Linked DNA regions of Mus musculus: region 2 is linked to region 1. The links are chromatin contacts, called in public Hi-C maps. All regions are on one chromosome and are shown on one strand. The core of a region is the stretch at or near the end of the contact, and the rest is flanking DNA. Distances in the headings are between cores, read along the strand shown. Region 1 has its middle 15 kb from the start of Gm51988. Region 2 overlaps Dpf3 (D4, zinc and double PHD fingers, family 3).

The links. Hi-C and Micro-C count contacts between places; a contact is called where the count stands out from the background.
Region 2: a contact with region 1 is called in a Hi-C map of cerebral cortex, with 4 times the contacts expected there. The contact joins two enhancer-like sites. A contact is called at or near these places in 4 of 484 Hi-C or Micro-C datasets (brain, cerebral cortex, cortical neurons and 1 more) and 1 of 115 datasets of contacts at active chromatin or transcription factors (embryonic stem cells).

The regions. Positions count from the first base shown.
Region 1 is chr12:83,168,680-83,171,379 of GRCm38.p6, forward strand. No RefSeq gene overlaps it. Among named protein-coding and RNA genes, the nearest start is that of Gm51988, 15 kb to the left of the region's middle. Within about 2 kb of position 1,397, at least 38 of the 459 cell types and tissues checked have an H3K27ac peak or open chromatin away from gene starts, as enhancers often do. A contact at or near this core is called in brain, cerebral cortex and cortical neurons, where this site is marked.
Region 2 is chr12:83,410,648-83,413,347 of GRCm38.p6, forward strand. All of the region lies in intron 1 of Dpf3 (D4, zinc and double PHD fingers, family 3), which reads right to left. Among named protein-coding and RNA genes, the nearest start is that of Dpf3, 76 kb to the right of the region's middle. Within about 2 kb of position 1,279, at least 58 of the 459 cell types and tissues checked have an H3K27ac peak or open chromatin away from gene starts, as enhancers often do. A contact at or near this core is called in brain, cerebral cortex and cortical neurons, where this site is marked.

The DNA of each region.
Region 1 (2,700 bases), core at 147-2,646:
TGGAAAGAAATCCAACCCGACTATTCTAAGTCATCAGGAGCAGGGCTGGTCAGTAAGGAGAGTGGAGTAAGGTATCCACAGAAGGCTTTGAAACCCTGCACAGTGCCAAAAGCAGGGTTGGAAAGTACCAGGTCATCCCAGGGTGAGTGATCCATTTCTGCTGACTTGACCCACTCTGGAAATTAAAGCCCTTACACACTCTTAGTAGGAACTAATGTAATTAAATGGATTCGTGAGATCTTCAGATAAAGGTGTTTTCAACACTCTCTGGTATCCAGTCTGAGCCGTGTTGTTTCCCAAAGCTGTAAGCCCCAGGACACTTGGGCTGTGTGGGGGGACATCCAGATGGGAGCCAGAAGACTTCTTCCTAGCCTTGGGCCAGCACTGTTAGCCGTGCATCCTTAGGCAGCTGAGGAGGTAGCAGCTTCCCTGGGTGATGTTCAACCCCAGCAAAGCAGGAGGCCTGAGAGGACTCAAGAAACCTGCCTCTTTGATAAACATTCTTGGGTAAATTTGATGCCTAGGAAGGTAGGAGTCAACGCTGCCTAAGTTCTTTGTGCTTGGGAACGATATGACTCTGAGAAGGTGAGAAGCCCAGAGCTGTCTCTTCTCCACCACTTCCCCAACCTGCCTGGAATAAAGAAAACCTTAGTCTGTGAGCTGACTGACTGACTGTCTCCAGAATCTTCTAGCGGGAACCAGCTCCGAGGCCTCTCCCCACCCGAGCTGGCTCTCTGTGTCTACTGCCTTCACAAAAGCAAGAACTCAGAAGCTGATCCTGTGTTCCCCTCCTGAGAGGAAGTCCCTCATTTAAGGGTTAAAGCAGCTGCATGCACATATGCACACACACACACACACACACACACACACACACACACACACACACAGGACTATGAGCTATGTGCTTATCTGTTAAGTTAAATGCTTCTATTCATGCAAGACTTTGCCAAGGTGAACTCGCTGAGCCCTCAGATAAATGCATCAAGTCAGAAACAAAAGGAAACACTGGGATCAACCCAAGAGATAAATTACAAATCGGATTAGTGGATCTTCCCCTCGCTCTGCCGTGGAAGCACACTATTAGCTATCTAGACGTGCCCAGTGGCTTGCAACACCCACACATGAACACACACAACATCCATAATGCCTCCCTTCGGTCAGGCACAAAGCAGAGGTGACCTTGACACGTCTCCCTCCCAAGCCGTCAGCCCGGAGACCACTGGCTGCCCTCCTAATTCTCAGCTTTGGGCAGAAAAACATGAACTTTCCCTCTGGCTCTCTCCCCCCTCCCCCCCCATCATGCCAGCTGGTGAGCCCACAGAACTGCTGCTGCCAGTTCACACAGCGTTCTGTGATATTCTCTGGTCCCTGGTGCCTCCTCCTACCGCTCCTATACACCCCCCCTCCCCATCACAGCCTGCCTCCTGTGCGGCAGACTAGGAGTGACCATCTAGCTTCTGGCACCACAAAGGAGAAAGGACAAACTAATGAGAGAGCTCTGAGGGAATCTTTCCCCTGGAAAACCTTAGGGAGAGATGAGGTCGGGCTTTGCAGCTTCCCTGACAGTGACCCAGGGGAATGCCTGACGGAAGGCATGTCCTAGGAAGTTTAAAAATATAATATCTGGGCTAGGGAGATAGCTTAGTCAGTAGAGCACATGCCTTGCAAGCCTGGAGACCTGAGTTTGATTCCTAGAGCCTTTGTGTGTGGGGGGGAGAGGGGGTGCGGGGGGGGGGGGGAGGGAGCCAGGCATAGTAATCCCAGACTTGTAATCCCAGCACTGGAAAGGCAGAAATGGGTGGATTGTTGGAGCTCTCTGGTCAACTAGAGAGCCTATTTGGCAAACTTCAGGCCAATGAGACACCCTACACCAAAAACAAGGCAGATGGTGTCTGAGAAATGAGACCCAAGGCTACCTTCTGAGCACACACATACATATGCTTCCCATACACACACACACACACACACACACACACAAAGGTTGCAATATTTATCAAGATTGGTCATAGGGCAGGTGTTGTGCTGGCAGAGTTGAGTAAAAAAATGGTTCTTGTCCACAAAGGCCACGCCTTCTAGTGGAAGGCATCAATATGTAGCCAACCTGTCATGACATGAGCCAGAGACATAAATAAAATGCACACTGGGCAGAAGATATGAAGAACAGGTTAAAAAAACAAAACAAACAAAAACACCTGGCTATTAGGCATCAATCAGAAGAGGACCTCGTGATGGAAGCCCTGTGTGCAGGACTGGAGTGGACTTAGAGTTGAAAGGTCAGAGCCAGGGACCAATGAGAGATTCAGAAGAGGGCTTAGCAGTGAGGGCACAGAGAGGCACAAGCCTGCAGGAGGCCGCGGGAGAATGGGAAGCCCTACAGCAACTCTATGGTCCTGGCTTGGAGGGGAAACGTGGGAGCTGAAGATTTCAAAGGAATCAGACTGGGGGAGGTGCTGTGGAGAGGCAGTATTCTAAGCCTGTCCTAAGCCGTTAGGGTGAGACTGGAGGACCAGGGGCAGCAGATTGGTAGGTGTGCAGGAACAGCAGAGGGGGGAATGAGGGAGGGACGGAGGGCGGGCCCGGAAAGCACATTTCAGAGTCTACTTGTTCAGGAATCAGCAATTTTGAGGAGTCCAGGTGTGACTATGGGGGTGTCTACACGGCAGTGGAACAGGCAGGCAGAAGTGGAGGTTGGGGTGGGGG
Region 2 (2,700 bases), core at 29-2,528, 240 kb after region 1:
CAGGCAGTGGTGGCACACACCTTTAATCCCACCACTTGGGAGGCAGAGGCAGGCAGATTTCTGAGTACGAGGCCAGCCTGGTCTACAGAGTGAGTTCCAGGACAGCTAGGACTACACAGAGAAACCCTGTCTCAAAAAACCAAAAACATAAGTAAGAAAGAAAAAAAGAAAGAGAGAGAGAGAGAGAGAGAGAGAGAGAGAGAGAGAGAGAGAGAGAGAGAGCAAGCAAGCAGGAAAGGAGCGGGGAGGGAGGAAATAAGTGAAAAGTATAAACTGATACTACATTTGATTCTAAAAGACAATTTTATGTTTTATAAGCCATTTGGGAAATAAAATAAAACTATTTCTGGGACATAAAATCTCCAAAAATTCAGGAACAATTGGTGTCTTCCTTTAAAACTAAAATAGTGTTTGGACACAGAGCTTCACATAGGGACACCACTACCCTGTGAAGGTTCAAACAGAGGAGGGCATACAGGGAGGCAGCAGAAGCTGGGAGAGGCCACAGAGCAGACTCATCGTCGTCTTCAGCGGCCACAGGAGGGGCCCACACAGCTCATACCTTGACCCTGGATTTCCAGCCTCCCTGGTGTCACAGACTACACTCCTGGTGCTCACACTATTCAGTCTATGCTACCTGTTCCAGCAGCCCTTGCTCACTAATACCTCCAGAGCCTTGCCGTTCTTCACCACACCATGACTCAAGGGAGCATGCTGGCAATTTCTAGAAAGTCCTCAGATTTTCCTTTCTATTCACTAAACTAGACGTTGTGGAGGAACTCACAGTAAACAAGACATAACATGTTCTCTGCAGGGGAACGTGTGCCTCACCTGACACTTTCAAAAAAAAAAAAAAAACGCCTCTGCATTTATTTGTCTCTTGCATATGACAAGCCTTACGTGGAGGTAGGGAAAGCCAGCCACATTTGTCTAGCTTTCATATGAGAAGACTGGGTTCTAGAGAGTTGGAGACAGCTTCGGAGCCTGCAGCATGAAATGGCAGAGAAGGAGCAGAGGCCCCAGAGAGCAAGGCTGTTCCCTGAGACTGCTTCTCTCAGCCCGCCTGGCTGCCTCCCTGGCAGGACCAGGAGCCTCTCATCTCCCCTGCAAGAGAAGCCACTGAGCTGAGGCAACTGGGGGACGGGGAGGAGGGAGTTGTTAGGATCCAAAACCTTCTCCAAGTGTGCTCCAGAAGGCCAAAGGGAGGTCCGCGCCAGACAGGCCTGCCAACGACAGATGCAGTCACAGCAGAATGGGAGGCAGGTGCGGTCGCAGGCTCTTCAGGATTCCATGCTCGCTGTGGCTCCCCACACTCCCACCCCCACCCTTCTACCACACAGGTTCCTAGTAACGGTGGTGCCGCCCTGTGTTGTCAAAATAGTGAGATGCCAGGAGGAATTCAAAATGAAATCTATGTGCTTCTGCAGCCTCCTAAGTGTCTGTCACTGTGGTTGTAGCTAAACCCGCTAATGTGCTAAGCATTTTCTGGCAGTGCTGGGAGGTAGGGCTGGTATTTTGGGAGCTGGGAGGAGCTTGGAGGAGACACCCCTTGTAACCCTGGGAAGGAGGAACAGGCATGGAAGGCAAACCCCGAGCACATCCCCTGAAGTCACTGGGCCACCAAGCCGTATTTTGAGGTTCCCGAGTCACCAGGTATATGGGCAGAGAGAGACCAAACTCAGGCCAGCAAGCAGGGACGCGGCACAGAGTCCTCTCAGGCTAGGGCTGCAAGGGACAGTGTGCTCTAGAATGTGGCTGGCAGGGGACACTTTTTCTGCTGACGCAAAGCAGCATGCACTGCTGGCCAGGAGACAAGGCAGCCAGGCTTGGCCCTGGCTCATCTTTTCTAAGTTAGGGGCAGGGGCAGGGCCACGATGACCAAACAAAGCAAAAGATGACAGATACTCAGAGGCAGGCAGGCAAGAGCCCTGACCCTTCAGAGGGCCTAAGGATATGAGTCCTGGAGAGGAGAGGTGACAATAGCAACTCCCACCATCCAGGATACTGGGTTCTCCAGACACACTGCACTATCCATTTTCTGGAAGCCTTTTGAGAATGGCTCAAACATGACACAGAGAGGGGAGCAGTCCCCTCACCCCTGAATCTGAACCCATACAAGATCCTGGTATGTCTTCATCCTGAGTGAACTCACACCTCTTAGGGGAAACCAAAGGAATTTTCGAGTGAGGAAGCAGAGACCAGGACCAAGTGGTAGCCCTGCTAAAGAGAGAATTCCTTCCCTGGGCCACTGTGTGCCCGGAAGTGTAGTGAGTGACAGGGGAGGCTGCACAGGTAAGGAAGAAGAAGGGTCAACCTGAGAACAGATAAGCCAATAAAACCTTGACTGGATTCAATCTGAAGGAGAAAAGGGGGAAAAAAATCCCGGCTGATAGTGGCTGCTGAGAGCTGCAACTTTTAAAGCCCCTCTGGCAAAAGGCTCTTCAGAGTCTTTTGCAAACCCCAACCACACAGCCAGCCAGCCACCTCCGGGCCAGCAGCACGAGTGCTTCTGCTGAGTCGGAGCAAACCCACAAACATCCAGCCAGACCTAACCCTCCTCCTCTGCCTGCAATCCACCCCAGCCTCTGTGCCTAAAGAAAGGGTCCTCAATGCAGCTGGAGATGGTAGAGTTTATCAGGGCCACGAGGAGCCAGGAGCAGAGACCTCAGCCTCAACGTGGCAACGGGTGCTTAGCCTTCT